Linked DNA regions of Mus musculus: region 1 is linked to region 2. The links are chromatin contacts, called in public Hi-C maps. All regions are on one chromosome and are shown on one strand. The core of a region is the stretch at or near the end of the contact, and the rest is flanking DNA. Distances in the headings are between cores, read along the strand shown.

Region 1 (7,611 bases), core at 3,946-6,445, 210 kb after region 2:
TTTCTGAGTTCGAGGCCAGCCTGGTCTACAGAATGAGTTCCAGGACAGCCAGGGCAGCACAACGAAACCCTGTCTTGAAAATAAAAAAAAAAAAAAAAAAAAAAAAAAAAAAAGGAACCTCCTCCAGTCACTGAGCAAAGGTCTTTTGGGCTGGTGTATGAAGCAGGAAGTTACCTGAGCATAGGATTCCTGAGGAAAAGGAGAAGGATGGGGGAAAAGAAAGCTTCAACATGCTTTGTTTCAGGCCATCTTGATGAAGGAGCGGTCTGTGTAAACATTTTACACAGTTCCTGCTCAACCCTACAGGGGCAACTTTTTTTCCCTATTTGCATTAACTCCCCAAGGTGAAATCCTCCTGCCTTTGCTTCACAACTTTCCCTTTTTATTTAGTGTCAAAAGTTCTGGCGGTCTGGTGGAGTTATAAATCATTGCCAATGTCAAGGTGAAAAGGATGCTGAACAGTCATCAGTAGTTGAGAAGAACCTCAAGCCAGCATTTGGGAAGACTCAGCCAGACTTTGTGAATGATCTGAGTGACCTGAGAGGCTGGGGAAGGCACACAGAAGAGAGGAAAGAGAAAGGCAAGCACATGCAGGTTTTCAGCCTGGGAACCCAGTGCTCCTGGTAACATGATTCACTGTGGAAGGGGATGGAAGAAGAGGAAGTGATCTGAGAAGCAGGCAGAGTGTCACCAAAGGCACTCTTTGTTCTTAAGGCTGAGGAGGAGAGGCTGAGGAATGTCTTCATTCTCCATACTAGTCCTGAAAAAGCCTTTTGCCAAGAACCCTGGAATGTTCCCTGCTTGGACGATCCAAATTTCCTGCAGAGATGCACAAACCTAAGAGGTCTCAGCTGTTTTCCTTGTCCTTTCCAAGGGTCAAGCCAGCAGTTCTTGATCTCTCTTCAAACTAGACTCCAAGAATGACAAAAGGTGTATGTCTCCAGCACAGGATGGCTATGCTCACCTAATCGGTAATAGTTTCTAAGAAGCATCCAGGCGTAGTGTATAAGCCTTTATTTTTGTTTTGTTTCATTTTTAAAGGAAAGAGTGCACAGAATTCAATAGTGTAAGTGTAAAATCCAGTGTGAAGCTCCATCCATGGCTTCAGAATGGCTGTTCTAACTATATAGAAGTTCACTGAGGGGCTGGCGAAATGGCTCAGTGGGTAAGAGCACTGACTGCTTTCCAAAGGTCCTGACTGCTCTTCCAAAGATCCTGAGTTCAAATCCCAGCAACCACATGGTGGCTCACAACCACCCATAATGAGATCTGATGCCCTCTTCTGGTGCTTCTGAAGTCAGCTAGAGTGTACTTATGTATAGTAATAAATAAATCTTTGGGCCTGGGCGATCAGGGTTGACCGGAGCGAGCAGAGGTCCTAAAAATGCAATTCCCAACAACATGCAGTCTCACAACCATCTGTACAGCTACAGTGTACTCACATACATAACAAATCAATAAATAAATCTTTAAAAAATTAAAATAAAATAAAAAGAAGTTCATTGAGGTATATAGGCCTTGGAGCTGTTTCATTTTGGTGTATGTGTGTTGTTTGATTGTATTTTCAAGGTTCCTTTTAAATAATAAAGTTTATAAGAGAAGATGAGAGACCTTTTAGTGAAAATAGCAAATGTGTGCACTGTGGGACTGGTACCAGTAAGACTTGACTCATGTACCTTGGTATGTCAACACCACAGATGTTTACCTAAAAGTGTGTTTTGTACCACCACTGTGGGCCCTTTCAAATTTCATAAGATATGTATAGCCAGCACCTAGTGCACTGGCTTGAGACAAAAAAAAGTCAAATTGAGTTTTCTTTCTCAGCAGATTTCTCTGAGGGGAGAAACCAAAGCCTCAAAGCCCAGCCTGAGAGCTAAGGAGATGACCTGGGAGGTTAAGAACACTGGCTGTGCCTGCGGAGGACACAAGTTTGGTTCCTAGCATCCACATAGGACAACACGGAACTTCTATAAATCCAGCCGCCCAGGATCCGACATCCTCTGCTGGTACTTACACTCATTCATATTCACACCATTTAAAGACTTTTGAATGAATCTTAAAAATAGAAAAGAAACAAACAAGAGTAAGAAACCAAGCCTGGCATTTAGCCCATGTTTCCAACCCTTTAGATGGGTTATTTCAATTAACTTTCAGAATTAAACCACAAAGAGGGTTAGAGGTATAGCCCATTTTAAGAGGTGCTTGCCTAGCATACACTACACCTGGTTCTGATCCCAGGGCACATACACACAAAAGTAGAGAGATTAGTCTCCTCCAAGGGGGTGAGAGCACTGCCTAACACCACATTAGCTAACACACGATGGTCGTGAGCACAGGATGTCACGTCACGCCCCAGGTGATCTGTGCATGTCTTCATTGCTGTCATTTAATTCTACCTGACATTTCTGTTTACCATTCTGATTACCAAGGGAGATACGTGTAATTTCCTGTCATCCACCCAGTGTTAGCAAAACGTTAAGTCTTGACCATGAAGGAATTGTCTGGATCTACTTGGGGCTGATCAGTAAGTGGCCACTCTTTGCAAGTGTTTGCACAGATGGCTGCCTCAGTACACAGAGGTGCTCTAGCTATAAGGACGGAGGGCATAAAAACAGTAAGCTGGGCTCGGGGCACAGTACACTACTGGGAGAGCGAGGCTTAGAATGTCCAAGGTCCTGAGGTACCTTATGTTTACAATGAGGCAAATCTGGGCAAGAGATAGTCAGGCGTTCAAGGAGCAAACAAGTGGGAAAAGATGGAAGTGTTTGGAGGAGACTCGAAGCTTTGTGTTTCCTCTTTGAATCATTTACTTCTCCAGCTAGTTATTCTTTACGTTGTTTGCAAGGTCTTGTCTTTCCCATTTGAAACACAGTTGGCCAGCAGCTGGAGATGCTGAACACTGGCGTGTATAAAACCCTAGACTCCATTCTCAACAGGTTTAAAAAAAAAAAAAAAGGCTAGTCACTTCTGCTCCAGCAAACCAGGTTGTGACTTCCGGGGCTGCAGTGGCTAAGGACAGTGTTGCAGCAACATAACATAATCATAAAGACCTCTGCCTTTATTGTCTGTTTCAGTCTATGCCACATGAAACCCTAACCAAGTTCTTCCACCAGTAAGCCAGTTAAAACAGCCAAGTTCACAGTGAAAGAGCTGAAAACGGAAGAGGGACAAAGAGAACAGCTGATCAGGATTCCTCTTCCAGAGCCAAACGTGAGGTTAGGTTTAAATTGAAGCCAGAGTTGATAGTTTCCTGACTAAAAAAAAAAACTACAATTCCCAGATTCCCCTGCAGCCGGGCAAATCCACATGAAAGGGAGGAGGGACTATGGGAGGAAAGAGTGCTACAGTCATTTTCACTCCTAAAAAGGGTCACAGCCATCTTACCCCCACGCCCAGGCATTCTCAACCACCCCCGTGGATGTGAGTGAGTGTCAGCCAATGAACACGATCCCACCCGTCTAAAGTCAGATGCCTCTCTTTTTCTGCTTCCCATCTCTTTTAAGCCGCCTTAGAAACCTAACAAGTCATGCATATCTAAGCACTCCTGGTGCGTTCCTGCCCACCAGTAATCAATCTTGTTTCAACTCCATTTTCCTGAAAAGTGCAACTTGTCTGGACTCAGCTATGCTTGCTTTCACTTCCTAACAATCCTGGGACTAAAAGTTGCAGAATGCTGATTTGTGGGATGGTTAAGAGGGAACCTGGACTAAACAACTGAATTGATATGTAAATAGAAAACTGGGCTTTTGTTCTGCATGAGATGAGCTAGCAAAAAGTGATAGCACTTCCTTTTTTTTAAGGATTCTTCTCAATCGAGCAGTGGTGGTGCATGCCTTTAATCCCAGCACCTGGGAGGCAGAGGCAGGTGGATTTCTGAGTTCAAGGCCAGCCTGGTCTACAGAGTGAGTTACAGGACAGTCAGAGCTATCTGTCTCGAACCCCCCCCCCCCCAAAAAAAAAGAGCTGAGCTGTCTAGAGAGTGAACAAATCTTTTAGAATGTTTTTAACAGGATTTCTGATTTGGTCAGAAAATCTATAGAGAGAAACACAGCTCTTTTAGAATTTTTTTCCTAATAGGATTTCGGACCTCAGTCTCAGGAACCCAAACGTAGTCCAGGCTGGTCCTTGGAACACTGTGCATAAGTTGGAACCTGCTATGAAGATTTCAGAGTGCATGTGACTCCTGACACTGTGCAAAAGGAAGAGACGAAAAGAAGAGCAGCTTTTGATGCTTAGAAGAATGGACGGCCCTTGAAGATCAAAGGCACTCCCGGGCTAGCTCCATGGTCAAGGCAGCTTATAAAGGAAGGCATTTAGTTGAGGCTTGCTTACAGATTCAGAGGGAGAATCCATCACAAGCATTGCAAGGAATGGGGTGGCAGGCAGGTAGGCAGGCAGGCAGGCAGGCAGGCAGGCAGGTAAGACTCTGGGGCAGTAGCTGAGACCTTACATCCTAATTCCCAGGCAGCAGGCAGAAAATTTGAGACTAGACCTTGTGTATGGTTTTGAAACCTTAAATCCCACTCCCAATGACATATCTCCTTCAATAAGACCGCACTTCCCAATCCTTCCTAAACTACTCACAAACTGGGAACCAAACCTTCAAATAGGCGAGCCTATGGGGGGTGGGGGGGGGGACAATTCTTATTCAAAGCCCTGCTCCTACGTTATAGGTTTCTGATATGGATCAGGTGAGAAAATGCACGTACTTCCCTCTGTCCGATGCGTCATTAAGTGCCAACTTATGATTGCTTACTTTATAAATGTGTGTGAATTGTAACTAAACAATCTTTAAATATGTGATTGCTAAAAAATATTCTCCCCGAAGTCTGTAAAGGCCACATCGGACTGAAGTCAAACCTACGAATACAAGGTTTGACCCAAGTTCCTCCGTGCTGTGAGAGTTGAGGACAGTTTGCACCAAGGGTCATAGTGCACTGGAACTGGAGAGATCTGGCTGTTTTGTGACTGAAATGCAAACAAATCAAATGATGCCATGTGAGCTAAACCCAGGCTTGGATCAAGGTTGATTATATTCGTTCATTCATTCATTCATTCATTCACTCACTGCAATGCTTTCTGAATGGTTTCTGCTCTGAGGGGTCAGAGTATTTGTGAAGTTCAAACTCCTGGGCTAAAAGTTCAAGCTGAGCAATAAGATTAAGCAAGGATCATGTAGAACCTGTTACCAACCTGTAGAGGGAGCTCAGAGCCAGGCAGAATCTCCGCTAACCCACCTGGCTTGCAAATAGCTCGTACAGGACTGGCCAGGTCTCTTGCCAACAAGTGAGCCTTTGTTTAGGAATCATCATGAAAAACCCAGCACCTAGGAGAAATGAAAGCGAAACCTACAGTGGTGGGACCCGTGTCACCCAGCAGCTGCTACTGAGCTGCTTCGCTCTCTGCAGAATTAGAAACAGATCCTTCTACTAAAGTCTATGACTTAATTTTAAATAAATTATAGAGACTAGTTCAGTACAATGGCCTAATAGGTCAGTGCAGAGCATGAGGTTTGGCTTCTGTGTATCCAGGACTCCCTGAGAGTCTGGAGCTTTGCTTCCAAAGGTCTCTGAGGTCAGAGTGGGGTTGGGGTTATGATTCTGGGGTCCCACTGATCACTGCAGGACCTGGAGTTTGTACAGCTGTACGCCCATAGGTTGCTTTAGGCCGTTGACTCTAGCCACAACTCCTAATAGTAGACAAACATCGCTGCAGCGGTCTGAAATTTGTTATTTTAGCTCTAGTAGGTTCATAGAATCCAGAGGCGACCAAGGTCATAGACTTGGAAGAACATGGTTTCAAAACAAATCCACTTCAACAGAAGCATAAAGCATGATAAAGCAACAAAAAAAAATATACTACAACCCAGGATCTATCATCACTCACTGATGAACCCCCTTTAAAACACAAACGTGGGCTGGAGAGATGGCTCAGTGGTTAAGAGCACTGACTGCTCTTCTGAAGGTCCTGAGTTCAAATCCCAACAACCACATGGTGGCTCACAACCATCTGGATTGAGATCTGACGCCCTCTTCTGGTGAAGACAGCTACAGTGTACTTAAATTATAATAATAAAATCTTAAAAAAAAGAAAAGAAAAGAAAACACAAACTTATTACAGAGAAAGCTGAAATGTCTGAAAAAGAATTTAGAGTTTTACTGTTTAGAAAAACTAGCAATCACATAAAAGATTCAAAGATGCACAAGCTAAAATCTATTCAGAACCTTGACAAGACACCCTTCCGAAGTGAATGTAACAGTTAAATTGAAGGCAAAAGTTCAAAATACGAAATTTAGCAAGGAGATTAAAACATTGAAAGCAAATAGCTTGGGTGTGGTGAGGCACTTCTTCAATGCCAGCACCTAGGAGGGAAAGTTAGGCAGATCTCTGAGGATATGAGATCTCTGAGGATATGAGATCTCTGAGGATATGAGGTCAAGCTCTGAAAGGAAGCAACTGTGAACCAACACTGCTATCCCCTGCAAAGCCATCTTTCCAAACTTACAGAAAGATAACAAGACAAACACAAATTAAGGCAACTCATGAGAACCAAGCCATCCCTACAGAAAGTTCTTAGTGGAGTACTTTACAGAAAGGAAGACGAAACAGAGCCCAACTTCAGATAAATAAACTAGACTTGGAAAGGAAAGTATATACAAAACAGCAACTCAATTAAAATGAGAAGGAAAATGATGTGAACAATCAAATAAAACAAAACAAATGACTAACACATTTACAGAAAAAGCAAACCCTTTTCTTTTTTTCTTTTTCTAAAGATTTATTTATTTATTTTATGTATATGGGTACACTGTAGCTGAAGAGATGGTTGTGAGCCTTCATGTTGGGAATTGAATTTTTAGAACCTCTGCTCATTCTGGTCAACCCCACTTGCTCTGGTCGGCCCTGCTTGCTCCAACCCAAAGATTAATTTATTATTATACATAAGTACACTGTGGCTGCCTTCAGATGCTCCAGAAGAGGGCGTCCGATCTCCTGGTGGTTGTGAGCCACCATGTACTTGCTGGGATTTGAACTCAGGACCTTCAGAAGAGCAGTCAGTGCTCTTACCTTCTGGACCATCTTGCCAGCCCCCCAAACCCTTTTCTATAATAACTTTAAATGTAAGTGGTCTCAACTTATCACTGAAAAGATACAGACTAATGGATTAGATTAAAAAATAAGAAACAGGGGCTGAGAGATGGCTCAACGGTTAAGAGCACTGACTGCTCTTCCGAAGGTCCTGAGTTCAAATCCCAGCAACCACATGGTGGCTCATAACCATCCATAACGAGATCTGGTGCCCACTTCTGGTGTCTGAAGACAGCTACAGTGTACTTACATATAATAAATAAATAAAATTTAAAAAAAAAAGATTTATTTATTTAAAAAAAAAAAAAATAAGAAACAACGACTGTATAAGGTATCCAACAAACACACTTAACTGGTAAAGATACCCCAAACTTAACATCAAAGGATGAAAAACAAACTATAAGAAAATGGAAAACATAAACAACTTGCATAGCTATTTTTTTATCAGACAAAATAAATCTCAAACTAGAGCTAATTAGAAGAGAAAGGACATTACATATTAACAAATGGAACAATTCATTA
Region 2 (6,551 bases), core at 2,109-4,608:
TTATTCAGCTTACACTTTCCACATTGCTGTTGATCACCAAAGAATGTCAGGACTGGAACTCAAGCAGGTAAGGAAACAGGAGCTGATGCAGAGGCCATGGAGGGATGTTACTTACTGGCTTGCCTCTCCTGGCTTACTCAGCCTGATTTCTTATAGAACCCAAGACTACCAGCCTAGAGATGGTCCCACCCACAAGGGGCCCTCTCCACTTGATCACTAATTGAGAAAATGCCTTACAGCTGGATCTCGTGGAGGCATTTCCCCAACTGAAGTTCCTTTCCCTTTGATAACTCCAGTTTGTGTCAAGTTGACACATAAAACCAGCCAGTACAATAGTGAACAGTTAGGACAACCTACCACTGCTGTGGTTCACATCAAATTATCACTAGTGTTGTGCATCGTCTCCCTCTTTAAGACTTTACCAAGGAGGCTGTAAAGATGGCTCAGTGATTAGGAGCATACACTGCTCTTCATGGGACCTTAGTTCAGTTCCTACTGTCCATACCAGGTGGCCCATACCTGCCGGGAACTATAGCTCCAAGGGATCCAACCTTTGGCCTTAGCAGGTATCTGCACTCACGAACAATTTAAAAAATAAAACAAACATTAAAAAGAATTTGTCAAGGATAAAAAGGTGATCAATCAGAAAACAGGAACTTTCAACTGTGAACTGAATACATATATCTAGAGTCTTGAAAACAAAATCAGTTTACTTTAAGTTGTTGGTATTACTACTAGCAAATGCCGAGGGGGAGGGGGAGGGCAGATTCTAGTTACAATTAAATTAAGGAGTAATCTTACCACAGCTCTACTTTCTGTGTATTCAAAGAAGAATTCAAAATAAGCCAGTGTTGCAGAGGCCTGTAATCTCATCATTTAAAGAGATGGGACAGTGCCATGGCCCAGTTGTTCAGCGTTGATTGTGTGCTTTATAAATGGAGAGCATCTGTAGGAAAAGTCTCACCCATTATCCTTGTTCGACTGCAGTACTTCCATCCCCCAAGTGACAGACACAGTGGTGCTGTTTAGTGATAGCTTTAGTGTTTGCTTTTTCCATAACCTCCTCTCTCCAGAACCTTGGGTGCACATCAGCGCCTGAGGACATACATGCACTGCTGAGATCTTGTAGTATTCATATGTCGGGGCAGGTGCTTCTCTGTGACTGTTTTTCCTTAAAAGAAAATGGACATGTTGTAAGTTATTGTTAGCTTTTAAAACACTTGGCAGAGGCATTAATAACTATTGAGGAAGTTCTTAAATATTTTGTCTTTAGTATTTCGCTTTTATATAGGCAAAAGATGAGAGTATCATCAACTTTTTTTTTTTTTTTTGCCTCAGGCTTCTAGAGACCCCAACAGGCTTCATCCAGAACAAGTTGATGGGCTGTGTTTCACCCAAGACAAATTCTTAGGGAACCCCTCTCTTTTCTTTCATCTTCTTCCTCTAAGGACATCTAGAGGTGACAGTGGGTCCTGGGAAGCTAGAATTTCTGGTGAACTAGATGGGTCCCTAGAACTGGCTGATCTCCGTTTTCAACACCCATCTTCACCCTGACCTTCCTTGCCACTCCTGTCATGGAAGGAGCACATGCACATGTCCACACAGCCATCAGTATCTTTCTCTCTTTTTAGATGTCTGTCCCCACTAGTAAAGCCACCATTAGGAATCTGCCATTAATACTGCAGTGCTTTGTATAAAATGGTATGTGCCTGCATAATAATGTACATATATGTACATTATTGACTTTTGAGACAAGTCTTGATATATATCTCAAATTGGCTTGACCTCAAAATGCTCATGCTTTGACTTCCCAAATACTAGGGTTATAGATGTGTGTCAACACACCTGGCCCTCTCCTGTGTAGATTGCTTTTACTGTCAGATACAATGCAAGTCCTATATAAATGCTGTTATGCTGTGTTGTTGAGGGAATAGTGACACCCCCCCCCAATCCTGTACATGTGCAATACAAACATGACTTCCTACCCTCTCCCCCGGAATATTTTTGCTATACAGTTAATTAAATCCACAGTTGTAGCATGCGTGGATACAAAGGCCTGTTGTGATGTAAGATGAAACTGGCCATGCCTCGGAGGCCCCACCCTCTTGCCTCTGGGCTCCCAGTTCCAGCCTTACCTGCTTATTTGCCTTTCTTGAAGAACCAGGCTTTTCCTTGCTGGTTTAGAGTACTCCTCCCATATATTCAGAAATTCTCACCTGTGTATTTCATACTGTCCACCCTGTTCTGTATTAGTTCTTTTGTGTCCTTATTGAAGCACTTTATCCAATTCCTAGAACACTTGTTCAGAGTAGACACTCAGTAAATATGAACTGACTAACTGAACAAGAGAACAAACAGATGTGTTCGGGGTCATGAGAGGACAGGACTTTTTATAGTCATACTTTAAGTTAAAAGGCCATTAAAACAGCAGTGCTCCAGGCATGGTAGCACACGCCTGTAGTTCCAGCACTTGGGAGGCAGAGGCAGGCAGATGTCTGCGAGTTTGAGGCCAGTCTGGTCTACATAGGGAGTTAAGGACAGAATATCATGTCAATATTCAGGGCTAGGAAGGCTAAGACAGAATTCCTTGCTGCGTGCAGATAGAAAATATTTTTAAAACTTAGTAGGATAAAATAACCTAGTAAGTTCAAGGCCAGTCTAAGCTAAAAATCTTAAAATAAGTACTAACAATAACAAAATATTCAACAACCTTTAATTTGTTAAGGAAAGATATTGTTAGAGAAAAGCCAGTAGATAAGTATTTAACAGGGATTCAATTTAGAATTATAGAAAAATTATAACATACTCCCAGAATTTTACAAGGAAATGTTTATCCAAATATCGTTTCGCCTGTCCTTTAAAGTGATGCATAATTGTGTCTGTAGTACCACTGCCAAAGTTACATACTTGTGCCTTATAAGAAAGAGGAAGCTAGCAGTTTCAAATTGTGGAACATTCTACTCTTAACAAATACCCAAATTGTCAAATACAAAGAAGGACTCAGGAGATACCCTTTCTGTGACAGCTTGAATGAGAAGGGCTCCTATAGTCTTATGTATTTGAATATTTGTTTCCCAGTTGGTAGACTATTCAGGAAGGGTTAGATCAGGAGATAAGACCTTGTTGGAGATGTATCACTGGAGCTGGGCTTTGAGGTTCAAAAGCCTCCCTTTCTTCTCCTCCACCTGATCCTCCCTCCCTCCCTCCATCCCTGACTTCTCCTCTCTCTCTCTCCCTCTCTCTCTCTCCCTCTCTCTCTCTCCCCCTCTCTCTCTCTCTCTCTCTCTGCCTGCAGCATGCAGATCACATGTGAACTCAGAGCCACTGCTCTATCACTTTGCCTGTCTGCTGTTGCCACACTTCCCTTCTTAATAATGAAGTAACTCTCTGAAACTATAAGTAGCCCCAGGTTAAATGCTTTACTTTGTATGTTGCCTTGGTCATGGTATCTCTTCTCAGCAATAAAATATCAACTAAGATATTTGTGTTAAGCCGGGCATGGTGGCGCACGCCTTTAATCCTAGCACTTGGGAGGCAGAGGCAGGCGGATTTCTGAGTTCGAGGCCAGCCTGGTCTACAAAGTGAGCTCCAGGACATCCAGGGCTATACAGAGAAATCCTGTCGAGAGAGAGAGAGAGAGAGAGAGAGAGAGAGAGAGAGAGAGAGAGAGAGAGAGAGAACACTGAAAATAGTGTATACGTTTAGATTTTCTTAATTACTATAATAGACATTTGTAGGACAGTTGCCAAAATCTGAATAAGGATGTTGGTTAGACCTACCCTCATTTCCTGAGTTGACTAACTATAATATAGTTATATAAGAGAAGCCCTTAGTAATAGGAAATACATGTCTATGTATTTGTGTGTCTGCCTGCTTGGGTATCTGTCTTTCTTCCATCCTTTAGAAGGAGATTGGGATTAAAGTAAGTACAGTAAGATGTTGAAGTTGGAAGGATTTGACTAAGTAAAAGGCACTTGTGCTCGTGTCAGTGGTGACTGTGTGGTCCTGCTCCTCAAGAGTCAAGGAGAAAGGACCACTTTAATTGAGCAGCATAAGGAGACTTGTGCCTCAAAGAAGCACCACAGTGGGTTGTTCATAAAAGTTGTATTACAAAGAATCCCACATAGAGATGCTTTTGCTGAAGTGACACAGGAAAGATTAGAAGGAATTGTAATTTTTGAGACAGGGTTTTGCTAAGATAAAAGCAAAGAGTTGGAGACAGAGCTTTGTAAAATGCTTGCCTGGTATGCATAAGGCCCTAGGTTTGGGCTGCAGCAAGGCAAGAATAAGGCTGTGTGTCACACACACACACACACACACACACACACACAATCAGAGTGATCTGTGGTCTTTGCTTCTCTATCACTATATTCTACTAAATGGAGAGATGTATAAGCTAACTATATACATATATAGGTGTATACAAAAAAATCCTGTACACATGTGTTGAAACAGAGCTATGGAACCCAGGCTAACCACAAAGGGTGACCTTGAACTTCTGGTCCCTCTGTTCCTGCTTCTTAGGTGCTAGGATTGCAGGACCTGGAGCTTTGTACACGCTGGAGAAGCACGCTTAACAAATGAGCTGTAGACCTCTGGCCCTTTAAAATAATAGTTCGAGAGAATTCCCATATCGGGTAGGAATGAACCGAGATGACTTTATAAGCATCTCTGGCTCTGGAATTCCTCACTTTCTTTTCAATTCTTTGGGCATAGCAGCCTCTATGAGCCAGATAACGTAGCAGTGTCCTTTCTAAAGATGTTTATAGTACATAGGTCAAGTTAGATAAGTCAGAGACTGGCTTCCCGGCTAGCCAGGAATGTAGGAATCCTGTGACTGCAGCAGTTCCTACATCAGGGACTTGGGTTTGGGTAGGAATGGCAGGCAGAGTTACGGAGATGCTTTCGTCTCTTAGAACTGGATGTTACGTGTGAGCTTCCACACAGAGCAGACTGACAGAGCACAGCTTTCTTTACCATGGTCTTCTCTTGTGCCATGTGGAGGCCCTGGTTGGAGGGGTCAGTCTTACAAGAGTTACAGGTCTTATTGAACTTAGATTGTGCAAAACCTACTTTTGTAAAGGTTCTTAAACATTTCAACTTCTCTTCCAGCCCACAAACCAGAAAGAGGTAGGGAAAAAGAAAGGCTAATGGGAAACAGCATTTGTGGACCTGTTTAGAAGTAGTTCCTTGGGGCAATTCTAATCTTCGTTGTCAGGATATCATCAGTCCCGTCCAAAACACTAAACACAAATCAGTAGCAGTGGCTCAATCCAGAAGAGACGGAGAGGCTCTGACCATCGGCATGAGTCCATGGAAGCGGCAAGAACCAGCCGGAATACCATGAGAAGTTCTGTGGTGTGTTTCTCTCTGCAAAGTCACAACACACAAAGATCAGCAGAGACCAGCAAAGTGCAAGGCATACTAATGCAAGAGCAGCAGCAAAGACCAGCGAAGCACTGCAGAGAACCAGTGCGAGAGCATCCTCTCTCGGTAGGGTTGTATTTATATTCTTTCTAAGCAGCAGGCACCCTCTCAAACATCTGCTCCAGCAGAACACCACATGCCCTCTCACAAGACAGCTTCCAGAAAAACACCACATGTGTGTTCTCAACAAAACAGCCTCTCCTGTGTCTGCCTCAGCAAAACATCCTCTCACAAGACAGCTTCCAGAAAAGCAGCAGGTGACACAACTTAGCCTCCAAAGCAACCAGAAACTTCCTCTTCGGTCTTGTCCACTCTCCTGTCCAGATAAAGGAAGGGGCAGTGGCTGCTGGTCCTGACTGGACCCTGTGCTTTTTTATTTATGGCATTACTGTAGAGTTTTCCTGCTTGTCCTACCAAGGAAAGCACGTGCTGTGTATGTAGATGAGGGAGATGGTGTGAAGGTAGCATAGTGGAGAGTTGCCTAATCTCTGATGTAGTCAGGTGAGTTGGTTGAGTGTTTTACTCATTTGAAATCATTAATAAAACCAAGAGGCCATGTTGTCTGGCTTTTCAGGTTCCAGAGTTTCTCCAAAGAAGTATTCTTAAGCACTGAGCGCTGGCTGCATTCCCCCAGACAGCACCTTATCTTCGAACCACTTGGAGGTTCATTTTTCCATTTCCTATCATGAGAGTCTTAGGACTCTAGTATATTTTTCCCCTCTGCTATGAAGCTAAATCAAATATACACAAATCCTGGGTAAGATTAGAATATTCTTTCTCTCTTCCAACCCTTCTCATAAATACCTCATTTGAAAGCTGCCTTCTGACTCCTAGGATTGTATGAGCTAATGTAATGTGAAGGCCTCACACAAAATGAACAATCAGTAGTAAACACACGCTTTGGAAAAAATAGGGGAAAATCATTAAAAGTATGTTAGTATCTAGCCCAATAACCTAAAAAGGCACAAGGTTTATTACCTCAAACCACATTCTGTCAATTTTAAAGCAAGACTAATGATAGCCACTCTCCAATGTAGGCCTTTTCCATGGTAAGCAAGTGTACAGCAGGCTCCTGGTAGTGTCTGGCAGCAGAGTCATCTCTATGTATGGGTAAATGTGCAAGT

The links. A called contact is a pair of places that touch in the nucleus more often than the background predicts.
Region 1: a contact with region 2 is called in a Hi-C map of bone marrow-derived macrophages, with 4 times the contacts expected there. The contact joins two enhancer-like sites. A contact is called at or near these places in 4 of 15 datasets of contacts at CTCF or cohesin (the G1E-ER4 cell line, the NIH/3T3 cell line, large pre-B cells and 1 more), 65 of 484 Hi-C or Micro-C datasets (the 4T1 cell line, the 63-12 cell line, 8-cell embryo and 49 more), 22 of 115 datasets of contacts at active chromatin or transcription factors (the HPC-7 cell line, the NIH/3T3 cell line, acute myeloid leukemia and 13 more) and 1 of 9 other capture datasets (embryonic stem cells).

What each region holds. Positions count from the first base shown.
Region 1 is chr6:67,165,171-67,172,781 of GRCm38.p6, forward strand. No RefSeq gene overlaps it. Among named protein-coding and RNA genes, the nearest start is that of A430010J10Rik, 11 kb to the left of the region's middle. Within about 2 kb of position 5,196, at least 83 of the 459 cell types and tissues checked have an H3K27ac peak or open chromatin away from gene starts, as enhancers often do. A contact at or near this core is called in bone marrow-derived macrophages and granulocyte-monocyte progenitors, where this site is marked.
Region 2 is chr6:66,955,698-66,962,248 of GRCm38.p6, forward strand. The region is part of intron 3 of Gng12 (guanine nucleotide binding protein (G protein), gamma 12); the gene reads left to right. Among named protein-coding and RNA genes, the nearest start is that of 4930597O21Rik, 35 kb to the left of the region's middle. Within about 2 kb of position 3,359, at least 22 of the 459 cell types and tissues checked have an H3K27ac peak or open chromatin away from gene starts, as enhancers often do. A contact at or near this core is called in bone marrow-derived macrophages and granulocyte-monocyte progenitors, where this site is marked.